Linked DNA regions of Zea mays: all the other regions are linked to region 2. A link is a contact called in public Hi-C data. All regions are on one chromosome and are shown on one strand. Each heading gives the region's core, a stretch centred on a gene start, on an enhancer-like site or on the middle of the called end of the contact. The rest is flanking DNA. Distances are from core to core; before and after follow the strand shown. Region 1 holds the start of LOC100273882. Region 2 holds the start of LOC100191555. Region 3 has its middle 78 kb from the start of LOC100304398. Region 4 holds the start of LOC100274729.

The links. A called contact is a pair of places that touch in the nucleus more often than the background predicts.
Region 1: a contact with region 2 is called in a Hi-C map of ear, with 3 times the contacts expected there. The contact joins the promoter of LOC100273882 here to the promoter of LOC100191555 in region 2. A contact is called at or near these places in 5 of 25 Hi-C or Micro-C datasets (ear, endosperm, leaf and 1 more).
Region 3: a Hi-C map of leaf mesophyll shows a contact between it and region 2, with 5 times the contacts expected there. The contact joins the enhancer-like site here to the promoter of LOC100191555 in region 2. A contact is called at or near these places in 3 of 25 Hi-C or Micro-C datasets (ear, leaf and leaf mesophyll).
Region 4: a Hi-C map of leaf shows a contact between it and region 2, with 4 times the contacts expected there. The contact joins the promoter of LOC100274729 here to the promoter of LOC100191555 in region 2. A contact is called at or near these places in 2 of 25 Hi-C or Micro-C datasets (leaf and tassel).

The regions. Positions count from the first base shown.
Region 1 is chr5:45,332,734-45,336,988 of Zm-B73-REFERENCE-NAM-5.0, forward strand. It overlaps LOC100273882, which reads right to left and starts at 2,520. Exons shown (of 18, transcript NM_001362448.1): 1 at 2,297-2,520; 2 at 2,024-2,198; 3 at 1,447-1,755; 4 at 1,265-1,354; 5 at 1-95. The coding sequence starts at 2,487.
Region 2 is chr5:45,669,900-45,673,722 of Zm-B73-REFERENCE-NAM-5.0, forward strand. LOC100191555 reads left to right here and starts at 1,811. Exons shown (of 3, transcript NM_001294148.1): 1 at 1,811-2,161; 2 at 2,242-2,317. The coding sequence starts at 1,876. The coding sequence ends at 2,270. It also overlaps the pseudogene LOC103626292.
Region 3 is chr5:45,169,404-45,173,523 of Zm-B73-REFERENCE-NAM-5.0, forward strand. No RefSeq gene overlaps it. Among protein-coding and RNA genes, the nearest start is that of LOC100304398, 78 kb to the right of the region's middle. Within about 2 kb of position 2,483, at least 19 of the 20 cell types and tissues checked have an H3K27ac peak or open chromatin away from gene starts, as enhancers often do. A contact at or near this core is called in ear, leaf and leaf mesophyll, where this site is marked.
Region 4 is chr5:45,970,706-45,974,790 of Zm-B73-REFERENCE-NAM-5.0, forward strand. It overlaps LOC100274729, which reads right to left and starts at 2,794. Exons shown (of 3, transcript NM_001149027.2): 1 at 2,638-2,794; 2 at 2,032-2,522; 3 at 733-1,492. The coding sequence starts at 2,695. The coding sequence ends at 896.

The DNA.
Region 1 (4,255 bases), core at 1,270-3,769, 340 kb before region 2:
GCACCACTAATCATAGTCTTAGCTGTGTAGAGAACCTTCCCAAGGCGACTGACAATTCCAGGAAGGAAAAAGGCAAGTGCATCAGCAGAGCCTACCTGACAAGAAAACAAGGTAACTGAATTGTAGGCATGATGGGAAAATAAAAGGAATTATGCTGCAATAAATAAAACTACCGAGAAACACCTTCATGTAACAAGAAATCTGTCACAAAAGAAAGGTACTAGTGCATTCCAATTGCCAAGCACAAATACAAGGCTGATTCTCTTGCGCAATAAGTTATTGTTATATCATATATGGAAGTAGGAATATATAACATTAGCTGAATATATTTTTTTGTTTAAAGATGAGTATTGATAGTAATTATGACAATTGGGCCGCCGATCCACACTTCCACATCTAACTATCCACACTCCACAGATATAGTCAAAGTCCATGGCATTTTGTAGATTCATTAACCAAGGCTGGACAGAACTTGAGAAGTTTCGAACAACTAAAGATCCAAATCACGAAATTGCATTTCAATAATTTGAGAAAGTATATCTATACTGCTCTATTAAGAACCTAATGTGGGCCCCCGGTGCTACCACGGCTTCACCCTCCGCGCTGACACTCTAAACCCACCCCACGCGCCCCGCCTCCGCGCCGTGCCTAGGGGTGGTAATGGATCGTGATCCAAATGTTTCTTCACAAATTGCTAGGGCTCTAAATTATTTTTAGTTCAAAAATGAATAGAAATAGGGTCCGATCCTAACATGATCCGATCCTTACATTTTATAGTGTAAAATTTAGAGCCCATTGTCACCCCTAGCCGTGCCCTGTGGGCCCAGCGCCCGCGCAGCACTCTCTCAAGTCACATCTACTGCTCTGTGGACCCCATCGCCCGCGCAGCCAGCTACTGCGCCTGCCCAGCATCTGACCCCGCCCGCACAACTACCACACCGCACAAAAAATAGTGCAAAGCGAGCACTTAAACCCACGCCCCCCTCTCCAGAAATTTAGGGCTAACCACCAGACCACATGTACCTTAGTGTTTAGAAATAAACAATAACTATATTTGAATAAATATCTCAATGTATATAACAACCGTAGCAAAGCACGGGCAACTGGCTAGTCAAGGTTTAAAAGAACTAAGGTACCTTCTATCAACTGCATAGCAAGGGGAATTGTCATCTGTGGTATGCCTAGGGGTCCTTAAAAAATAGTGTGTTCAACAAGCATTTCTGCCTGGATGCATCATGGCCTCAGGGAGCTTGTATCTTCTTACCTTGCCAATAAGAATGCGCAGCGTGTGCAATGATTCCTTCCTAACATCTGCACTTCCCCGGTGCCCCCTTGATGCCTCAAGTTCTGATGCCTTTCATATGAAAACAAAGCAAATCACAATTAAAGATGTATCACACCGAGAACAAATGGATGTAAATGTATATTCAAGAATGGCCACCATACTTGTAGAAGAAGTGAGAGCCAATGTCCTACGGCAGCTGAAGCATTTTGAGACTGAAGAAATGCAAGCAAGCACTCCTCTGGCTGCGCAGAGTGATTTGGGCGGACTACACTTCTAACCTCCAAGCATGTACTGGTTGGGATCGTAGGTAACACTATTCCGTGTTTGCAAGAACAAAAATGGTCCAAGCATGGCTGTAACTGCAAAACCAAAGCCCTGAAGCATCTAATAATTGCACCACGGAATTCCTCTGAAGCCTCTGAAGGTGAAAGCATAGCCCCGGAAGTCAACTTTTTCAGCATTGCTACCATCTTGAGGAGGAAAATGAAAAGAAGAGCAAGAGTTACAGACAGAAACCACACTGTGTGCCTAATTCATTTCATACTGTCCTCAACTGGCCCCGATTCAACTGTTGAAACAAGTACTATTTCATTTCATACCGTCCTCAACTAACCCAAAATAAACTACTGAAACAAGTACTAGTTACACTACGGAGTCAGGTTTTCACAGCTAACTGGTAGACTGTAGTTAAGGGATCCGATGACATGAGTACGGTAGAGCAGAAATTAAGCGGGTGACCTGATTGACCGAGGTGAGGTGGCACTTGGTGAGGAGGACCTCAAGGCAGGTCAGACCAGCTTCGGCGACGGCATCACCTATATCAATGCCCCCTGCAACCTGCCCCGGCGCATTGCCTTGCTTCCTGCACTGCACCGCCGCATCCAGGAGCAGGAGCAGTGGAAACACTGTATAACTGAGACGGGAGAGGACGAAACACAAATTAACATACCCAAACCAAAAACCCAAGACAGCAAAAACAAGTGAAGGGCTGAAGGCGAAGTGACGATTAACTCGAAGCAGAGCTGCAGCGCCGGGGCCGGGGCGGCGCGGAGGAAAGCGGCCATTTCGCGTAGGGAGGAGCCGGAGCTAGAGATGGGGCGGCGAGTGCGGAGGAGGTCGAGGAGAGCGACGGTGTGGAGCTTGAGCTGGGCGAAGACGGCGGCTAGGGTTTCGTCGGAGGCCGCCGACGCCTCCATCGCCATATATAAATCGGTTGCGACGGCGAAGAGGAGCCGAGCTGTGGTTTGTGGGATCGCTGTTGTGCTTGCCTGCTTTCCAATACCGGCCCCGCAAGGTTCCAGGACGTGCCTAGTGGAGGCGACACGAGACGTCTTTCGGGTTTTTCTCTGGAAGCGCCAAGCGACGAGGAGGAACAAAACAGGGACAGTAGAGAAGACGATTAGACGAAGGCGTACGAGAGCTTTCGATATTTGGCATGACATTCGTTTGTAACAAAAGGTTTCCATACAGAAAATTTGAAAAAAAAATCAAAACAGAATAGAACGTCTGACATAAAGAAAGTAAGCTATCTTTTTTTAGTTCTTTTTTATAGAAAGGGAGCACCATGTTCTCTTCTCTACTACTGCACTGTAGACCACAGGTGGAACCGTGTCCCTAGCTTCCTCGCGTGATGCTCCCACAATCCCACACCGACGCACGGCGCCACGATTTCCGTTGTATCTCATCTTCGGCGCCTTTTACCAGCACGGCGAGATGACAAAGCGACTCGCTACCCCGGCTCGAACTTGGTCACGTTTGTTCCTCTGCGCCGCGGCGTGTGGTCGCGGTCGGTCATGTACGCATGCAAGACACAGCATAGGACAAGCTCTGCCATCGCACAAAGTCAGTCACAGGCCAAAACAAACGTCATGCATGCCATTGTTTGTCCTGCTGTGTTACTTACATCCCTTTTTTATCTGCGTGTGACCTACCCATCTCATCATTGCCCGGCAAAAAACTTGCATTCGGCAATGGAGTCGGATCACCATTTCTATCACAGGAAAAGGAATAACACGACCAGGGAAATGGACATAGAATACCATTTCTTTGGGCCGATTGATGAAGAAGTGTTCCTTTCCTTCCTAAAGAGCAGGTGTGGCAGAAGATTCCAATTAGTGGTCAGATTTTCTGATAGCCTGATTATGATGTGACGTGACAGAGGCGAGAGGTGAAAAAGGTGAGCAGCCTAGGACACAGTAAAAAATACCATGTGTGTTACATGTGTGTAAACCAGGTAGATATGGATAGAATAGAGTGAGGCCTTCTATGAGCTTTGCCCTCTCGACCTTGCATATAAAATAGATTCTACTACCATTAAGACTGTAATGTAGACCACGAGTGGAACCGTGTCCCGCCTTCGCCCCTGCGCGCGATGCTCCCCACGGCCCACACCGACGCGCGGCGCCGCGGTTTCCGTTGTATCCCCATCCTCAATGTCTCTCGTGCCATCCGTGCCCTCACCATCGCCAGGCGCACGTCGTGCCCACTGCCCCCTCACCCCGCCCTCCGCACCATGCCTCAGCCAACAGCTTCCACAGCCGTTGTGCCAGCCGCCCTCCGCTATCTCCGTCTGGATAAAGTCCACGCCATCAATGTCCTCTCCCCTACCAAATAACTTCTTCCCACGCCGGCGGATGTGAGAGCACCTAGAGGGGTGAATAGGTGATCCTGTATAAAATAGCTTAACAAAACAAACTTGGTCTAATATTGAATTAGTGAGAACAAAAACCAAGTCCGAATGAAGAGGGTGAGAGGAGAGAACTTCTTCACTTAATTGCTCTCACTAGGTGAGTATTAAACTTAGAGCAATATTGTATGTGAAGTGAAGTACTAGAAAGAGTAGAATCGCAATAATGTAAAGTAACTTAGACAAGTGACACAATGATTTTAGCCCCTAGTTCGGTCAAGCGGAAAATGCTCGCCTAATCCACGTTGTGGCATCTCAATAGACGAGGATTGCACTCAACCCCT
Region 2 (3,823 bases), core at 561-3,060:
AAGACTGAATTTTATTGGACACCATTCACCCCCTCTAGTCGCCTATTCGATCCTTCATTTTGCTATCTCTCCAACTAAAGGGGTGTTTGGTTCCACCCATCTAGTCTCTGTCACATCAAATGTTTAAATGATAATTACAGGTATTAAATATAGTCTAATTATAAATTAACTACACATATAAATACTAAAATATGAGATGAATTTATTAAACCTAATTGAGCCCATATTTAATACTCACAATTGATATTCAAACATTTAAGGCCTGTTTGAGAACTCTGTTTCTCAAAACCACATTTTATAATACCATAGTGTATTGTATCCTATGACATAACTATAGTGTATTTTACATCAGTCTAATCCAACACTTATTTGGAGACATAATATTTCAGTTGTAGCGTAGGGGAAGAGAAGACTAGAGTTGTGTGCAAGAAAAAAACTTTGGTCCAAACCAAAGTTTTTTTACCACAAAAATACCATTGTATTGGTAAAACCATGGTTTAAAATATAAAGTTTTTAGATGTGCTTCCAAACGCCTTTTAGTGTAAAATACGTATAATAAAATTCTACGGTATTGTCTTGAGACTAAGAAAATATTATATTTCCAAACAGACTTAATGTGACATGAACTAAACTTTAATCGACGGAACCAAATACCCCTATATGGTCACTAAATCAGCCCTAAAATGACAATTGTGTCTCTTGAGAAGTCATACATATTTGTTTCAGAAAGTAAACGATGGATCATGAATGTAAGAAAAAACAAGGCAGGCTGAGTTTGTAAAAGATAGAAAGGGCACAAGTCATGAACAATAGTACAATACCATGACATTGACATCTCAATCACTCGAAAATCCTTACATGTGCTTGAAATTGAACTAGCAGGAAGCAACTAGATTGATTTGGAACTGGACAAAATCATCCTTGACGCTACAGCCTAGATGGAATCCCACCTTCACTATCATCATGGAGTCATGAATTAGGCTTCTTGCAAGCACAAACATCTACACCCTAGAAGTTCCTTGTTTTCTTGGATGCTTGCCCCAGCTCCGAGAGTTTCCCGTGTTGCTTGGGCATGTAAGCACCTGAAAAACACATGCCCCAATGGGGTACAAATGTAGCAACTGTATCAGGAATGTACACAGTTCATTCATTAGGAACAGGAACACTGAACTCAAGCCATATAGACAGATTAAAAAAACTGGTTAGAAAACCAAGTTATGCAACTAATTTTAGGAGGAATCCCTTGCTATACCAGTTCTGGATTCGAGATTGATGCGGAACCGCGACGCGCGCGAACATCCAATTGTCATCGTCGAGCGACCTCACCTCCGCAGCGCTTCCATCACCTCAAACTTGAGTTCTGTAAGGCCAATCCGATCGGTCAGTCACTCTGACTCTCTAAGGCATTCACCTGTCAACGCTTGCACAAGGGAGAGGCGTATCACCAGCCATGGTCTCGTCCTTGCGGTAGAGCGCGTCGATGGAATCGGCAACGTCTTCGGCGGCCGAGACGGCTCCCCCACTCGCCGCCGAGACGGTCGACCTTGCCGGCGAGCTCATCGCGCCGGCTCTTCTCGAATCCGCCCTCCACCTGGGTGAATCGGTGCCTCCTACCGATTAGTCGTCTCTTGGCCCACCTACGCTTCATTTCGTTGGGCTGACTCGTCATTCTATTGGGCCAACTCTAATCATTTTGTTAGGCCGACTCTAGTCAGTAACAGCCCACAGGCCTAGTTCGCATAATGGGCTCGTGGACCCATTCAGCTTCGTCTTCCAAGTCCCATCCGACCGGCCGACCGAATGTAGCGCACCAATCCCATCCTCCACCCAATCGAAGGACCTAGCGAGCGGCAGCGGCGGCGGCGATCGGAGAAGATGGTGCGCAAGGCGAAGGTTGAGTTCGACGAGCAGCCGCCGGATAACTTCGACCCGAAGAACCCGTATGCCGACCCGGTGGCGATGCTCGAGTACCGGGAACACCTGGTGCGAGAGAAGTGGATCCATATCGAGACCGCCAAGATCATCCGGGAGCGCCTCCGCTGGTGCTACCGCATCGAGGGCATCAACCACCACCAGAAGTGCCGCCACCTCGTCGACCAATACCTAGAGGCTACCCGCGGCGTGGGTTGGGGCAAGGATGCCCGCCCGCCTGAACTCCACGGTCAGAATCCATGCCTCGTCTTATCCTTATCCCGGCATGATCTATTGGTTTATTTGGCTGTTGCTTCTTCTGCTTCGCAGAGCCCAAGAAGACCGTCAAGGCGGAGTAGCGGCGCTGCTGCCTTGCTTCTCGTGCTGCTGTTCCTGGATTGGAGAGGTGATGCCTGAACTAAGCGCAGCTTCAAATGAAATGTTTTCCTTTCTATGAATAATTAATCTATGTGGTGGAAACCGAAATTTCATTCCAAAGCCATTTGTGATGCTGGAAATACATTGCAATCACTCTGCAAGTATGCATCCCTACAATTTTGGGAGGCTGTCACCAGCCCAAATATGGGTCCATGGTGGGACCGGACAAAATCCCAGGAAGGGCCTGTCATGGGCATCATAGGGAGCGGTCACTCATGTGGGGCCGCACCTATGCGCGCCAAAAGCGAGAGGCCGCAGGGGGCGCTGGCAGCAGCGCGCGCAAGGAAGGCATGGCAAAGGAAAGCGCGCGCAAGGAAGGCATGACAAAGGAAAGCGCGCACAAGGAAGGCATGGCAAAGGAAAGTGACTGATTTGGTGGCTAAATTGATAGACCTAAATTGTAGGGGAGATAATTCCAATTAGTCACTTGTCTAATTAGTGGTTGCCTAGTTGGTCAACCGGTGGCCTATATATAGGCCTGTACGCAGAAGACAAAGGAAAAGGAAGATATCATCAAACCAATCTCTCTCTCTTGCAATGACTCTCAAGCGCCTAGGGCTGCTACCCTAGAACCAAGCCTGCGGCAGAGGGGTATAACCTCGCTGGAGAAGACAGCTATCCCCATGGACCGAAGACACCTGGTATCCATGGTGATAGCTGTCTTCTCCGGCGAGGTTATACTCCTCTGCCGCAGGCTTGGTTCTAGGGTAGCAGCCCTAGGCGCTTGAGAGTCATTGCAAGAGAGAGAGATTGGTTTGATAATATATTCCTCTTCCTTTGTCTCCTGCGTACAGGCCTATATATAGGCCACCGGTTGACCAACTAGGCAACCACTAATTAGGCAAGTGACTAATTGGAATTATCTCCCCTACAATTTAGGTCTATCAATTTAGCCACCAAATCAGTCACTTTCCTTTGCCATGCCTTCCTTGTGCGCGCTTTTCTTTGCCATGCCTTCCTTGCGTGCGCTTTCCTTTGCCATGCCTTCCTTGCGCGCGCTGCTGCCAGCGCCCCCTGCGGCCTCTCGCTTTTGGCGCGCATAGGTGCGGCCCCACATGAGTGACCGCTCCCTATGATGCCCATGACATCTCCCCCTCCCTTGAGGACCAGCTCGTCCTCGAGCTGCCATAGACTTACCTGACATGACTTAAGGTTAAGCCTTTTACATCTCGGCTTACCTTTATTATTTAAGACGAAAATACAAAATAATTGTGGAACTAAAATATAAATTTGGTAAGCCTGCGGCAGAGGGGTATAACCTCGCCGGAGAAGACAGCTATCACCATGGACCGAAGGTCCATGACACCTGGTATCAGCTCCAGGTTATCCTCACCACCACCAGCCGCCCATCCCTCACCACCACCAGCTGCCGCGCCATCAGCCGCCGCAACACCCTCCTACCCGCCCTCTCCAACTCCAGATGCATTCACTCGGCTCAAAGAGAGTTTTGGCCGTTTCGCAGAGCAGTGGGATC
Region 3 (4,120 bases), core at 1,233-3,732, 500 kb before region 2:
GATGGAGGCAGGTCAGGGCGGGGCGGCGCGGTCGCGGGCGAGCGACATGGATATCGCGGAAAGGGATTAAGCACATGATGCGTCCATGTTCCGTGCATGCATATATATATGCACCCCCTCAGCTAGCCTCATAGTGTGCTTTGCTTGCCCTGTCCCTTTTTGACGACATGCATGACACTCTCCATGCATGGCAGGCTGGCTTTTTTGCAAATGATGCAGCCCCTTGTGATGTGGGTCAAATGTAAAGCACACACACCCACGGTTAGTTACCTCCTTTTGTTATATCTATCTCTTCTGGCTCGACACCAATATCACATGTGGGAGCATCTTACACCAGGAGACACTATGTAAAAAACAAAGTCTAACTCTTGGTGTCGATCTGCGTGCCAATCACTGTGATTTGTATCGGTAGGCCACCCAAAGACGTCTCCAGACGACGTAGAGTTGAAGAGAGGTGAAGATTGACGTGAACAAAAATATGTTACTGTCTACTACTAGGGCAAAATGTAAATAACGGAAAATATATTGATTTGGTTGGGTCGTTGGGTGTTTCAATTGGTCGTAACCCTTCAAATATATAATGAGAGATATGAATCCGTTCTCCGATGTCCTCCAACAACACTCTCACAATTCTAGAGGGATAAACTCGCAAGAAAATACGAATTAATCCACCCGATCTGATATAATTGTGGACTGTCCACGACACGGACCATTCGGCCGTGACCAGTTCCATAAAAGCTTCTCAACCCTAACAATTAGCTATTCTCTAAAATTAATAGGTAACCCAAAACAAAAACTAGAGCACTGTAGTCGAGCCGCCTGGTCCGCGAGTACGTAGTAGGTCTCATCGATCACGCCCAGTGATAAACACATTATGCGATCGCTTTCTATGCCGAACGAAATTACAAAACAATTTACCTAGTCCCTGGGAAATGCAGTGCGGCGGGGGATCGGCCCGTCCCAGTTTGCGCAAGGCCGTGGAAAGGGAAGCTAGGGAGGACCGGAGGAGTATTCTGTGAGACGCTGGTCGCCAAAAGGGGTGTGCAGACACCTTGATTTGTTCGTTAACTTTAGTCGACCTTCTTTTTTGTTTTCCGCGTGGAAAGATGCAGAGTAGCGCCTCACGCTGCCAACATATGACAAACATATCCTGGACTGGACGGCGGTGTAGTCGTCTATCTCCTCGAGTCTTGTCTACTACTCACCCCGTCGTTGGCCCGTTCCTTTCTATTCTTCGGTCTTCGCTTTCTGAAGACAAAATCGAGCATACTCAGCTCTGACTAAATACATATAAAAATATTTATATTTATAGGATATAACTAGTACGTATTATTTTAAGAACGTATTTAGTACTGGCGCTGAAATAAGAATATCAGTACGTGCACGTACTATAGTTCAGTCGTGAGCATGCATTGTCATGGATTCAAGGATTAAACGCCCTATGTAGGAGTACGTATCAAAAAGCATGCCCCATTATTATCATAAATTCAGATATGTTCCCCGATGCAGCTCACAGTCGCTAGCTTTGGACATTCTCCCGGGCCATCATATGTTCGCCATGACTATATATCAAGCAAATCAATGATTAGATCTTTGACCAACTAACTAATTCTCCTTAAACATCATGCTGATCAATCCTCATTATCTGTTCATGTGTAACAAATAGTGGCATACTACTGTGTGCAGTTATAAGCAGTATACTATATACTCCCCCCATGTGATGTGTGTGTACATACGCGTACGTACGTACGTACGTACTTATTACTCCATGTGACGTGGTCAAAACTGAAAGCGTTTGTTACTGCTGCATATATATGCGAAGCTTCGTATGCAGAGTGATCCAAGAACGGCTTTATTATACACAGCCTAGCTAGCCTAGCGATGATTTGACTTGCGTAGGCCGGGATATATATATTTGGTGTCTGTAGTGTAGTGTGACTCGATCTACGGCGCTAGTAATAATCTTTGATCCACCGAGGGCATAAAAATATTGGCAAGGTAAACGGGGAAATCTTAGCATCACCGAATGGCGGACTCGGCGGTGCCGGTACATGGACGTGGCAGAGCTGCTAAACTAACGCTGCAGGAAGAGTACGACAGCCGTACGCGCATGGTCGGATCTGTCCCGTGCGGAACACGTACATCACCCCGCCACCGGGGGGGTGGGGGCGTACGTACGTGGACACGCGGTGTACCGAACTGCTGATGCACCACCGGTCCAGCATACTATACGTCTCAACTCTCTCACCCACTCCCGTACTGCGAGCGAGCCTGCTGCAAAGCTAGAGTAATCGAGGCCGCCAGGAAAACGACAGTGGAGGGCAGCGCGGTCATTTCCGCAGATATTCAAATGATCGGTGGATTTTGCCGCCTCCCGCGCCACGCCAGGCAGGCAGCTCGTCGTCGTACTACCGCTCCTGTAGTCAGTCCTGTGCCGCCGAGAGCATGGGCGGGCGCACATTGCCACCCGCGCGCTGCTGATCTGCAGGCCGCGCGGCCCCACTGCCTCCTGGTCCCGACCCCCCTTGGAGGCTTGGACCTCCATGCATATGGCGGTCTCGTTTTCGTGTCAAGGAGGCAATGCATGGTGTGGTCTCGCGTCTCGACCTCTGCCCTGATAATACTGGGAAGACGGGATGGATCATGGAGGAGGAGGAGGTGGCCGGCGGACGGAGGGGGTAGTCAACAGCAGAGCGCGCCTCGTTCTTGGTTCCGCGCGCACGCACGAGCTGCAGCGGCCAGGACGAACCGGGGCGTGGCCGCCGCTGCTACAGGCCTACAGTGCAGTGCTTTGTCCTGCATCAACCTATCCGCATCGAATCTCTGCTGCTGGGGCCTGTTCCCCCGTGAAGAACGAGCCTAGCCTAGTCTGTAATTCGCTCGCTGCTTTCAACATCAGAATCATTATTCGTAGCATGGTTTTATCTAGGTCAGTTTAGCACTCATGGGTTCATGATGCGTACTACTGTGAATGTGTTTTTTTTAAAAAAAAAAGTTTAAAAATAGACGCTCTTTTAGAGACGGATTCAACGATGACTCACCTAGAAAGACAGCAGCAGCAGCTCCTGTCCTGTCTGCCCCACGCGTGGCGGCGTGATCCCCTACGAAAACCCGTGGGTTTGCACTGAAACATCCGTGATTATCATCTTCGTGGCCGGGCCAGGGGCGCGGCAATCGACAATCATACAGCAGTGACGACTACTGGCCTCTGTCCACGCAGTAATAAGGTAATAATAACAATAATAATTACAAGCAAGGTGTGTGCTATGCGTATGCCTAGGCCTTCTTGGAGCTACATTACAAATACGTGGCCTTTTTTTTTGTTGTTTACCTCGCGCGTACTGCATGCCACCTCCGTACGTATGCAGCTCTACCACCGTCCGTACGTACGATAAAAAAAACTAATACATGTCCGTTTGTCACTGCACACGAATAAATCGCAACGCGCCATCTCCATGCACGCTGCATCATGATTCAGATGTGTTTTTGGCATTTTAGCCAGCATTCTGCACCGCCTCCATTCAGCTGCATGCGTGGCTAGTTCCTGCAGGCAGATTAACGTGATTATACCTGGTTTAAAATAACGCAGCGCCGGCCAACGTTCGGACGACGGAAGTTTGTTTTTGGGACCTAAGCTACTACTGTGTGCTGTGTGCATTTTACAGCACAGGCCGTTCGCTAGGAAGATTCCTAGTAACTTCACCCAAAAACAGCCCACGTGTACGTCAGGAGTAAGATAACCTTGCCTGTCTATAGTGTGTGTAGTAGGAACAAAAATTTGCTTGTCTCAGTTCTTGGCTCTCTCTCGTGGCTCGTGATCGAGCCCAGAGTGAGACGCGCCCAAGCGATCGATCATGCAGACGCATGGACAGACACACGATCAGTGGCTCAGTTCCCCCACGACTTTAGGAGTGCATTTCTTTCTGCCTGGACAAACACGTACCAAGACAAGCATGCATGCATGCGGCCGTGACAATATTTAAGCGCTTCAACGCATGAATATAAGTCCCTAGAATACGGTCTGCTAATATAAAGATGGAACAAGCTGCTGGCGTTGCAAATGAGCTAGGATTATTCAAAGCAAAATGCAAATGCCCCTGCGTTTCACGTGAGGATGGAT
Region 4 (4,085 bases), core at 1,544-4,043, 300 kb after region 2:
AGAGGCGGCGCGGCAACAGATGCAGGCTTGCAGCTCTTCAGCCAGACTCGGACATGAGCTCTTCTAAAAATGTTTTGGACGTGCGCCTCGGGTCGTGGCCCAGGCCCCATAGGCCTGGGTCCGCCCCTGCCCACAACCGTCGCGGAGGCCTTCTCTGATGGTCCCTTGAGGTTGGGGCCCATACCTGATGGTCTCTGATAGTCCAGTACTCCACCGACATGTGCGTATTCACAGCGCGTTTCTAGGCTTGGCAAACCTGGCTGCTTGATGTGTCGCCCTCGGCATCGACACTCTCATCTGCCTCGACGTATCACGCCTTCGTCTATAGAGTTTTTTAGTGCCACCGTCACCACAACGTCCTCTAGTGCGTTGCGGGCCTTCCCGCGTGCCGCACCAGCCCGCGACTTGTGCAGCTTGTCTTCTCCGACGTCCTTGACAGATTCCTTGACCATACCCTCACCACAGCACTTCGACAACGGCTCCGCGTCCTCGTCCTTTGCGTTATATAAACAGTCAGCTTAAGAAATATAGGGACATTTTTTTATGTCGACCCTCAGTAGGCCAGGTCGTTCCGCAAAATAAAAAAAATCAAAAAAATCGTCAACATTCCTGAGTCCCAGAGGTTTAGGGTTGTAGAAATCGTTTGGCGCTAGAAGAAAATTTGAAGGTACAAAAAAAATCAGAAACATGAGAGTTCCCACATAGCACACAGCACATAAAAGACTTGCCATGTAATCGAATGCCACAAAATTTTTGATTTTCAGAAAAGTTGGATTATTTCTCTTAAGAACGGAGACATGAATCAACGTACAGAACTGGACTCAGAGCCCCGCAAAAGAATTTTGGCTGGTGTCAGCGAAAGACAACCAACCACTTGACAACACAACTGAGATTCTTATTCGTCGGCATCCTCGTCGTGGAAGCGCAGGTGCCTCCCCTCCGGCACCAGCAGGCCCCTGAGCATCAATGCGCGAAGCTCCGCCGTCGCCTCAGCTGCATCCGCCTCCTCCACCCGCTCGATCTCGTCGTCACTGTTGTAGATGAACCTGGTGTGCTTCCCCTCGAACTGCGGCAGCACGGTCTTCTTCTTCTCCTCCTCCTCCAACACGGTCATCCTGCTCATCTCCTCGCACAGATCATCGTAGCAGTCGTCATCGCTGTCTTCGTCCCAGTCCTCCTCCTCCTCCTCCTCCTCTTCGTCAGTGTACTCTGCTGCCAGCTCCTCCACGCCCAGCTCTTCTTCGTCGCCCTTCTCAGAGCTGGCATGGACCTGAATGGACCAGGCAGAGGAGCTGTCGTCCTCAGGTGATGATGACTTGTCCACGTAGCTGCCGGTGCTGCTCTCCTGGAGGGAGAAGGTTGACGAGACGGCTGATCCACTGGACTCTTCACATTTCTCAGGGGAGTCATCGAACACCAGCGCACGGTTCAGCTGGCAGTCCCCGAGCTTCTCCTCTGCCTGATGAGGTGGAGGTAGGGAAGCTGCAATGACCTGCACAATAAGGGGAGCAGCAGGAAGACACCTTACGACAAAGTGCTACGCCTCTAAAACATCTAGGCTGAATTCCAGGTTAGATGATACGAGTAGAAATCTAATTTGCAGTTCTGAAAGAGCTGGGATGCCATTGACATTTGAGTAGGGGCTAACAGTGCAACATGAAAACATTCAGAAAATTCATCATATATCAAGATTATACTGCTTACAGTTACTCGCCTTAATTAATTTTAGTTCAGGGAAAAATAGGAACCCATTACCACCCCTACATACAACAGGTCATGCAGAATTGCATCTAATCTCATGGACGTGCACAAATAAGGTTAACGAATGAAGATACTAGATGAATTGGACAAATGGTAGGTACTTCGGCATAAGGTTGACTATATGCGTTCCCTGACTGAAATTGGAACAGAAACATTGGATCAAGTTCTACCTACCATGCACATGCCGAGTTGCAGAGTATTGCTCCTCGGGAAGTTGGAAGATTTCATACAAGGGGGGTTCAATAAGTGCAGAATCGACAGTTACATTACCTGAAGCTTAGGAATCAGCAGTTCCTCTTCGTCTAGGACGCAGGGCACGACCGTAGCGCCATCAAGCAGGAGGAGACCTTCCCTGGGAGTGGGGACGGGCTCGATCTGCGGCGTGTTGGCTGGCGTCGGCGCAAGAAGCTGGGCCGGCGACCTGGATACACCGAGCAGCGCCTGGATGCGCGCGGGCCTGACGATGGCCGCGGCGGCGCAGCCCTGCTCCTCTTCGACCTTGTGGAGGAGCGCCTTGACCTGGCCGCGCAGGAGCGCCTCCCCGGAGCCGGGCGTGCGACGCGGGGCCCTGCGGCGGGTCTTGGCGGCGGTGGAGGCGGGGGTGGTATCGGTGGCGTGGAGGGCGCCCGCCGCGAGCCCGACGATGGGGGAGTCGTTGGTGATGTCGTGCAGGGCGGCGCGAGGCTGGGTCTCCCCAGCGGCGGCGTTCTTGGCGCGGGAGAAGAGGGCGGCGGAGTCCGGCCCGGCGGCGGCGCTCTTCTCTGCGGAGAACCGAAGGTGGGCGTCGTCAGGAAACACATCCAACAACGCGTCGAGACTGCAGAAGCGATCCAAAGATCAAGAAACAGAGAGTCAAGGTGGGAGAAGAGGACTCACGGGCAGATGCGGCGGCGAGCGAGCGGGTGATCCTCCTGGAAGACAGCGGCGTCTCCATCGGTGAATACTTCCTCGGCGAGGTGGGTGAGAAGGGCGCGTCGCTGGCGAAGCGGAGGCTCGAGGAAAGAGACGACGTGAATGGGAGCGGGAGGGAAGGGGAAGCGTGTGCTGGAGACGGCGGCGGAGGAGCGCGTTGGGTGGCAGTTTTAAAGTGTTGGAATTTTGGCAGGACAACGGTAATATGACCGTTGTCTTGGCGAACGGACGAGGAGACGGCGAAGACGGAACGGCGCTGCTCGCCGCTCGCCCCTCTTCTTCCGTACTAGCCGTTGCGTGGTTTGTTGCTGCTGGTGTGCAAGGCCCCTTTTGTGTGGTGTGAAAGGCCCTTTTGTGGCACTAAATGTAGATAGATCAAATAGAGAAGGCCCATGTAAATTCAGAGGACCGCGATTGTGCGTGCGCCTGTGCTAGCTTTTTTTCCACCTCTTTGATAGGTGCAAGAATACCGTTTTTTCAAGGGATTTCAATTTTTCCAAGAAAAAATAAACTAATTTCCCTTGGGAAAATAAAAATCCCTAGGAAAAACGATATTTCCAAACTAGGCCTTATGTGTATATTTATACTAGGAAAATGTTCGTACATTGTTACGGTTTTTATTACTGTTTAAGTACGTTACTACAGTTTTCATTTATACTTAAGTATAGAATATGTTGGTCTCTTGTTCTTAAATATTGTGAATCAAGAACAAGGCAACACAATTGTTAAAGATTAGAGATCTTCGTCCTCCGAGTCATCATCTCCTTTCGGATTTGATGATCTTCAGACGATCACTTGCAAGAATAATGATTCATAAAGATGATAAACATTATCCATTTGTGTCTCAATCATATATTTATTTCATGATAAACATATGAGTAAGATTCATATTACATTGATACCTTCGTCTTGTTCGAAGGTGTTGACGCGAGAGCGATTACAATCCAGCGTGAACAGTACGGGGGTACTGTTCACCTATTTATAGGCACGGAACGCAGCCCGGATAAAAATACATTTATGACATTAACATTCGTTCATAATTGTAACATAAATCATTAGGGACTAGCTATTCTTTTCCTTTTCGGCTCAGCATCATGCTTGATCTTCGACACCACTTTAAACCGATGATGTTACTCTTCGGCTATAGCTTCGACGTTCATTGTTGTTATTTTCGGGCTATATCTTCGTCTTAAAGACCTTTGACGGAGGAGAAAGCTCCCATCACGAACCTTAGATTGTGACGAAGCTCCTGTAATAGTCAACATTATGCTAGAAGCAAATGGTTAGTCGTGTTTATGAGGACCTTTATAAGAGGAAGGCCCCCAACAGTAGCCCCTCGCAGTATTAGTTTGTTTCTTCGTAGCAAATTCAAACTGCGATATGAACAAATTCAGACTGCGACATGAACGAAG